Regions from separate parts of the Mus musculus genome. Here region 1 is linked to region 2. Evidence: chromatin contacts called from public HiChIP or PLAC-seq data. All regions are on one chromosome and are shown on one strand. Each heading gives the region's core, a stretch centred on a gene start, on an enhancer-like site or on the middle of the called end of the contact. The rest is flanking DNA. Distances are from core to core; before and after follow the strand shown.

What was found. HiChIP or PLAC-seq counts read pairs in DNA pulled down with a chosen protein or histone mark.
Region 1: an H3K27ac HiChIP or PLAC-seq map of extraembryonic endoderm stem cells shows a contact between it and region 2, with 3 times the contacts expected there. The contact joins two enhancer-like sites. A contact is called at or near these places in 1 of 15 datasets of contacts at CTCF or cohesin (CD8 T cells), 1 of 484 Hi-C or Micro-C datasets (nephron progenitors) and 3 of 115 datasets of contacts at active chromatin or transcription factors (bone marrow-derived macrophages, double positive thymocytes and extraembryonic endoderm stem cells).

The regions. Positions count from the first base shown.
Region 1 is chr8:34,678,322-34,682,231 of GRCm38.p6, reverse strand. No RefSeq gene overlaps it. Among named protein-coding and RNA genes, the nearest start is that of Gm46069, 9.7 kb to the left of the region's middle. Within about 2 kb of position 2,166, at least 110 of the 459 cell types and tissues checked have an H3K27ac peak or open chromatin away from gene starts, as enhancers often do. A contact at or near this core is called in extraembryonic endoderm stem cells, where this site is marked.
Region 2 is chr8:34,576,918-34,580,746 of GRCm38.p6, reverse strand. No RefSeq gene overlaps it. Among named protein-coding and RNA genes, the nearest start is that of Gm46068, 6.2 kb to the left of the region's middle. Within about 2 kb of position 2,481, at least 24 of the 459 cell types and tissues checked have an H3K27ac peak or open chromatin away from gene starts, as enhancers often do. A contact at or near this core is called in extraembryonic endoderm stem cells, where this site is marked.

The DNA.
Region 1 (3,910 bases), core at 917-3,416, 100 kb before region 2:
CCCAGCTCAGGAGTTGTAATGGTCACAATAATTTGTTGCAGCAGCCGCAGGAATATAATAGCATTATTGCATCTCCCGCCATGTAAGATGAGCAACACTACAGTAACGGGGCAGAGGCCACCAGCCACAGGGAGGTCTTGACTAGTGCTTTTATGCTGGGGCCCCTTACTGCTTAGTGGAGAAACCCAGGCTGCTTCAGAGCTCTGGATGGAGCACCATCGTAAGCTGCTTCCTGAAGGAACCTTCCTACCCTCCAGCAGTCCGCTCCACAGTCATAGGCATGCTTCCTGTTTTGGCACTTTATTTACCAGAAACTCTTTCCCCTCTTCTTAGAATAAATCCACTTGACCAAGTTCAGAAAAGTTCAGAAAACTGTGTGCCAAAATTTCATTCTGAAAGTCTTAATTTGAGAATTGAGGTTGATAAAAATCCAGACCGCCTCCCCTCAACCACCCACCCCCATCCCCACCCCACCCAGTTCATTTTGGTGGGACAAGTAATACAAGTGGCTTTCAGAAAACAGCATTTAAAATTTCTTTTCTACCATTTACTTTGATATCTGGGCAAGGCATCCTTATCGCCGTCCTGGGACATGCTTTTTAAGAGCTGTCCTTCTTCAGCATCTTGTATTGAAGCTATCAGAGGGTTGTTAAAGTGATGGACCTTGGTCTGGGGTGATGGATGTGTAATCTATTGCTTGTTTCCATTGTCTCTGGTTAGTTACCACGTGGTTAAAGGCAATTGTGGGATTATAGGTTCATGTCCCAAGTGGGGCTGTCTTGTTCTGTGACTTGGCCGGTGCTGACTTATATATGGATATTGCTCAGAGAAGTGACGTAGATGCTCTTCTAGGTTACCCTTTTAAAATAAAATTAAAACAATTTATTTTATTTTTAATTATTTGAATGTATGTGGGTATGGACAGGAGAGTGCTAGTGCCTAGAGGCCAGAGGTCCATCTTTCTGGAACTGGAATTACAAGAGGTTGGGGGTCACCTGATACAGGAGTTGGATGAAGGTTCTCTGCCAGAGCATGTGAACCACTGAGCCGTCTCTCGTCCTGGAGAGTACAGTAAGAGGCACACACGCAATTGCATTAGTGAGTGTGAGCCTCTCTCTCCATACCTCTCCTGCTTTTCCCATCATGTCTCTCCTTCTTCCCTTTGCCTCTCTCTTGAGGTATGAAGTTGTCTGTGTGATTTACTTTTGATTTTTCTCCCCGAGCCTCAACCACTCGGGAGATAGAGGCAGGGGAATCTCTCTGAGGCCAGCCCTGTCTGCAATTCCAGTACAGCCAGAGCTACCCAGAGAAACAGAAACCCCATGTTCAGAAACCAAAAACCAAAGCCAATCAAACAACCCAAAGACTCAGAGCATCTTTATTTTTCGTTCTGCTCTGTTGTTTTGGAAAGGCACACTTTTAATTCTGGCAGAGGCAGGCAGATCTGTGTGAGTTTGAGGACAGCCTGGGCTACACAGTGTGTTCTGGAACAGACAGGGATTTGTAGCGAGATCTTATCTCAAAACAAACAAACAAACAGACAGACAGAGAGACAAAAAGGGGTTTTGTTTAGGGTTGCTATTGTTGTTTTCTGCTGAGGTTAAAGGCAGGGTGGTTAGTTTGTATTATCGAATACTCTGTTACACAGGCAGTACACCCGCCCGCAGAGTACTCTAGAATGGGAAAGTTTGAGGGTCGAGTCTCCACACTCTCCTAGGATTATAAGGCCCAAAGTCCATGTGCAAACCCGCGGGAGGCAGGAAGAAGACACTAAGACCAGTGAGAAAGCTCTCTTCTGCTGTGTAGTCACAACCAAAAAGAAAGCAGTGGCGTTTCAGACAAATATCATTCCAGAGTGGAATTCGAGAGTGATTTTTATGTTACTGTTGGTGCAGTGGCAAGCGTCACTCGGCCAGCAGCAAACATCCGGGAGCCCTGTACTAGGCAGGATGTTAGGATGTCAGCTTCATGGAGGAAAGGAACAATGGCTGTTTAATTTGCTTTTTATAGCCAAGCCCATTTGGGAAGAATGAAGACAGGAGACTCTCAGAAGAGCTTCCTTTCCCTGAGGGCTGGCCCATCTGCTCTGTGGAGAGGAGACTGCTGACTCAGGAAGCCCTGCCAGGGAGCCTGCCGCGGCTGCACTGGGCTTCGGCGCCCGGCCAGGATGCTGGCCCACATGGCCGCCGAACAAATGGTGTGCCCCGGGTGCAGGGAGGTTGTCAGGGCTCCTTTCTAAGACAGGACAACTGACTTCTGTCCTTGGATTACTGAGACATATGTTCCATGACCACCACAAGCACCCTTTTTTTTTCCGACAAAGCCTCTTTCATGGGCTATTGTGAGGGGGGATAAAAGATAAATGAAGCTCGCTCCCAAGAGATTAAGCGTTTAAGAAAAATTAGTCAGTTTCTCTAAGTATCACATAGATCTACGGCTTTTTCAGGAGAAAACAGAAAATGCAATCTCTCATAAACACCCCTGCATGCTTATGAATATTCATCTTTAAACATAATGAGCTGTCATAACTTCTATTTTAGTTTTGTAAACACTACGCTGAAACTTCCAGAGGTCCAACGACAGCTAAAAGCTGCTGTGGTTTTATTTATTTATTCTTTATTTTATTTTATTATTATTTTTTTGAGTTCAGGAATCTATTTTTTATTATCTTTTGCCATCTGCCCCCTCCTCTCCTCTCCTCTCCTCTCCTCCCCTCCCCTCCCCTCCCGTCCCCTCCGCTCCCGTCCCCTCCGCTCCCGTCCCCTCCGCTCCCGTCCCCTCCCCCTCCCCCCTCCCCCCTCCCCTTTCTTTCTTTCTTTCTTTCTTTCTTTCTTTCTTTCTTTCTTTCTTTCTTTCTTTCTTTCTTTCTTTCTTTCTTTCTTTCTTTCTTTCTTTCTTTCGCTATTTCAACATCTTGGAATGAGTCTAGAAGCATTCTCCACTCCCGATCGTCTATCGAAACTAATCAATTACTTCGTCATAGCCTCATGCCAGAGTGAACAAACTCCAGAAAGAACCTGAGTTTCCCCTTGACCGTGATGCTTGCATAGCTAGTTTTATTTTCCAACCATGCTGAAGACGCCGTGTTGGTGGCTTCCAGTGGAGAACATCTGAGACTTGAGTGAGGAATGGGCTTTCCTGCATAGCGCATGCTCAGTGGAGAGCTGGAGGGTGCCAACAAGATCGCTGTGAGAACAGGTCTCTCTGTAGGAAGCATGGTACCAGTGCTCACTGGCATTTGCCATACTGGGTGCTGGTGGCACATTACCACATGGGCTTTTCCTCCTCAAACTTGATATGGACCCAGCTGAACTGCGCTATCTTTCTCTCTTCTAGTCACATACTTGCATATACACATCCCCTTGTGGGTCCTGGTGAAAGACATGGGTTCTCTTAGACACTAGACGATGTCATCTCGGGATTTCTTTCATAAATTGCAATCACTCCAACTGTTGTTGATAAAGACATACGAGTGAAGACGCCTGCCACGTGCATTTTACTCTTTGTTTGTATTATGAATTTCTCTAGATACCTATGTTTCTGCTCGAGAGTGGGAGTGAAGACTATCCTCTTGACTGTTCAGGTCTTCAGGGGGATGGTAAATTCTCAGGCTGTGGGTACACCTCAGGACTCGTATAAGATGTGGCTTTCTGTTTTCCATCCTTCCTGACCGCTCTTCTGCACAGTTCCTTCTCGGGTACAAACAGATAAATGAAAATCTAAGCTGGGGTCAGACAGACCTCTTCAGAGTCCTACCCAACAGGACCGTTTCGATTTTTAGCCACACTTGTCTTCCCTGGGTGAGTCTTGCCCAGGCTGCCAGACACTGACTTGAGTTCGGACTCTCCATGGGACGTAGAGCAAGTCACTTGGAAATAGTCTTGTGTCTCAGTGGTCCAGGTCACTTGAA
Region 2 (3,829 bases), core at 1,232-3,731:
GTATATTTATTAAGTCTGCAAGCTTAAGCTGGGTAGGTTCTGAGCTACTCTGGCCTGACTAGGCTATTTATTACCCAGCAACATGTCCCATTACATGCCATCTGATCTTGCCTTGGCTCGCTCTGTCCATGTGTGTCCTCCTGACTGTTGTTCTTTCATTGAGACCTCATGGTAAATCCTCTTAGTCTTTCCTATCCTCATGGTCCTCTATTCCCCCCCCCCCTCTCTGGGACTCACTGATTCAGATCAGAAGTCCCACCCTATTCTCTTCTTCACAGCTAATTGGCTCATCAGCTCTTTTATTAACCAATCAGGGGTGTTGGAAGACAACTTTTGCATAACATAAAGACTGGCGATGATTGACCATACCATTGTCTGTACTGCAACGGGCCATCTGGGCATAGAATTCAGCATTTGAATACACAGTGCCTCAAACCATCCCTCAACAACCCCAGTCATAACCAAATCTACAAACACTCCAATCCCTTACATAATGGTAGAGAATTTGCATATAAACTATGCATATCTTCCTACACACCGCAAATCATTCCTAGATGATTACAATAACTAGTGAGGTGGAAATACAAGTTGGACGCTAATCTTTTGAAACACCAAGCCCCAAATTAAATGCTTTTATTTATAAGGTGTCTTGGTCATGGTGTTTCATCACAGTAACAGACAGTAACTAATCTAGAGGAAGGAGGTAGAGAGTTAAGAATCTTTATCTGAAGACCTTGTTGGATCTGTGTTGGGCAGAGGCATAAATGAGCAGCTACTTCAACAGATAAATGTTGATCAAAATACCATTTCAGGAGGCCTGAATGTTTTCTCTTTTAACAGCATGCTCTCCTTTAATTTTAGCTCCCTTTTCTTAGCAGCATTTCTCAGAAAAGCCACGACTAGGCCACAAAGTCAATTCTACTTTTTAAACTTGGTTCTAGTTTTCTCCTTGGGAAGGGTTGAGTCTCTGGTTTTCAGAGACAAACTAGGTAAGGTGGTAACAGCACATGCTGAGAATGCTGTGAGGTGCTCTGAGGATGTGGGTGATGTCAGAAGGAAGATGGGAAGGGCAAAGGAAGGGAGAAGGGAGTCTTTCTGAGCATCTGTGGTGTGCAGGCACCATGCGAAGAGCTTCACACCATCCACCTGGGTGATTTTTCAGTGACCTTTCAATAAAATGTTATAATCTTTACTTTCTGTGTAAATAAACAGATTAATCACAGAAGTAATTAACTTCCTCCAGGCAGCACAGATAGGAGATGGAATTGTGAGAACCAAAAGTCTGCATGGGGTCAAGCCCAGAGATCCTTCTTTTCCTAGTTAGGATGAAGGGATGGGATGGAAGACCAATGGAACTAACATCTGGACCACATTTGCTTCAAATAGGAACTACTTGTACCACTTCCACAGTAACTTCTCACCTTCTTCCAGATTCTGGGAACGTGAGCCCAGGCTGGCTCACATGTCTGAAGAAGCTACAGCCCCCCACCCATGTCACCCTGGAAAAGAAGGGTTCATAGAGCCTCAGCATACTCATTCCTCTCAACTCAGCTTTGATAGACCTTGTTCTTCCGTCTTCCTGGTTTGGAATCATGGTTTTAATTCATGTGAGATATGAAACACATTAGCGATCCGTGAAAGGGAACAACATAGGTTTACTTGTAATATTTCTTACACCTTAATTCTCAGTTCCACTATTCATAAGCAATATGACTGACTGCTCATGAAGACTGCTCTTAAAATCTCGAGAGATAAGCTTTGTAGCAATAGAAGACATCTCACTCGCTGGCCAGGTCTAGTGATGCACACCCACAATCTGTCATCTACTCAGGGTACTGAAGCTGAAGACTCCCAAATTCAGAACCTGCCTGGATTACAGAGTGAGCCCAAGGTTAGCCTGAGTAATTTTACAGAGGCACCGCTGTCTCCTAATGAGACAAGGCTTGCGCTGGAACTCAATGCAAGTATGCTTAGTTACCTTGTGTTAGGTTCTGGCTTTGATCCTTAGCACCACACAACGGAGACAGATGATAGGTAAATAGACCAACTGACCATCTGACCAACCGATGGTCCGGCAGACAGACATTATCTCAGGGTCTGGCACATGCTAAGCAAGCACTCTGCCCTAAACCTGTATCTGCAGTTTGGGATATAACTTGAATTACTCAGGAAGAGATTTTCCTTGATAGAACTTATGCTTCCTTTTCAAGTCAGCTATTCGCCTAGAGATTGGAATAGAGAGACTCCATACAAATCGTGGAAATTGAAGTTCCAAAGGCTACATTCAGCCATTGTCTGCTCCTCCTGCTTGGCCTTTCCTTCTGGCTCTTTAGGTTGCTAAGTTATTATTTCTGAACTCGCCCTTGTGCTGGGGCTGTGGGACTATTGTTGGCTCCCGAGGAAACAATAAGCCTAGGGATGCCAGGCCCCCTGCTTCTCCTCACACTGTTTACTTTGCTAGGAATGTGGTCCCTCCTATGTTTACGGATCAAATGCCCCACCCAGCTCCAGGCTCTGTGTAAACATCCCCTCCTCCCTGCAAGCTTGATTGGCTTCCACCTGCCAATCACAAGACAGCAAGGTAGTGACCAAGAGCAAGGACTGTGGGACAGCCACAGTTCGTGCCCCTGGTTAGCCACTAGGACTATGAATGATTTTCTCACTTTCTTTTTTCCTTTTGATTTTTCCAGAAAGGGTTTCTCTGTATAGCCCTGGCTGTCCTGGAACTCACTCTGTAGACCAGGCTGGCCTCAAACTCAGAAATCCTCCTGCCTCTGCCTCCCAAGTGTTGGGATTAAAGGCGTACACCACCACTGCCCAGCATTTTTCTCATTTTCTATGAGTCCATAAACAGGATTAATAATACTACATACTTTCTAGTTACTAGAGAATTAAATAAGCCAACACAAACCTGATGTCTAGAATAGCACACAATACATTGTTAGAAGTAACATGTCCCTGTCCAAACTACCACAGCCATGGAACTAAGTCTTCTATGTGATTACTAGTCTCTACTTCCAGCTACACAAATGATCACCTCTCCTTTTTTAGAGTGAAAGTGTCTCTGGATGTTTTAGCTTTGTCTCCCTTGCACTATCTCACACCAAGCAGGTCCGTCATCAGTAACTATAAAATGATTTCCACAGGAATTCTTGTGGTTTGAGCCTCCATTGCTAGTGTTTGAGCCATAACTCAAAATGAGTATCATCTTCCCTAGTCATAAGGCATTTGCTCTTTCTCCCATCACAGCCTTGGATGGTACTCTTGATAAGGTACCTCCTTTTGGAGAAAGTTCAATAATATGTTCATCCTGGAGCTTGGGTTGTAGTAAGAAACTACTTCCCAGGATGCTTTGCAACGTAGACATGGGATTTAGAAAGCTTTGTCAGCTTAACCAGGCATAGTTCATTTGTTCCTGGAGGCCTGGCTCACTGAACAAAAAAAGGCAAAGCATGATTTTTTATTAAGAAATAGATCTCTGAAGGAGCTGCTTAAAAACTCTTTTTGGAAGGTTAGAATATTCTCTTTCTAATATGGAAGTTGATTTGGTACACAAAATCTGCACTATCCAAAGAATCAATGCTATCCAGTGAATCCATTGTGGAGTCAAAAATAAAGAGGTCAGAGGCTCAGGAGAGGTTGCTGGTTTTACCCATTGTCACCAGGGTAGGGGTTGTTTACTAGAAAGCACCAGACTCTCTGTTCCAACCTCCACTATGGACACACTGACAGTTTCTCACAGTTCCTGTCCCTCCCTAGTGTTCTAAGTCCCTAGTTGTCACTGAAGCATCTGTCAGGGCACCATTTCCCCACAGACAAATCTGTATCT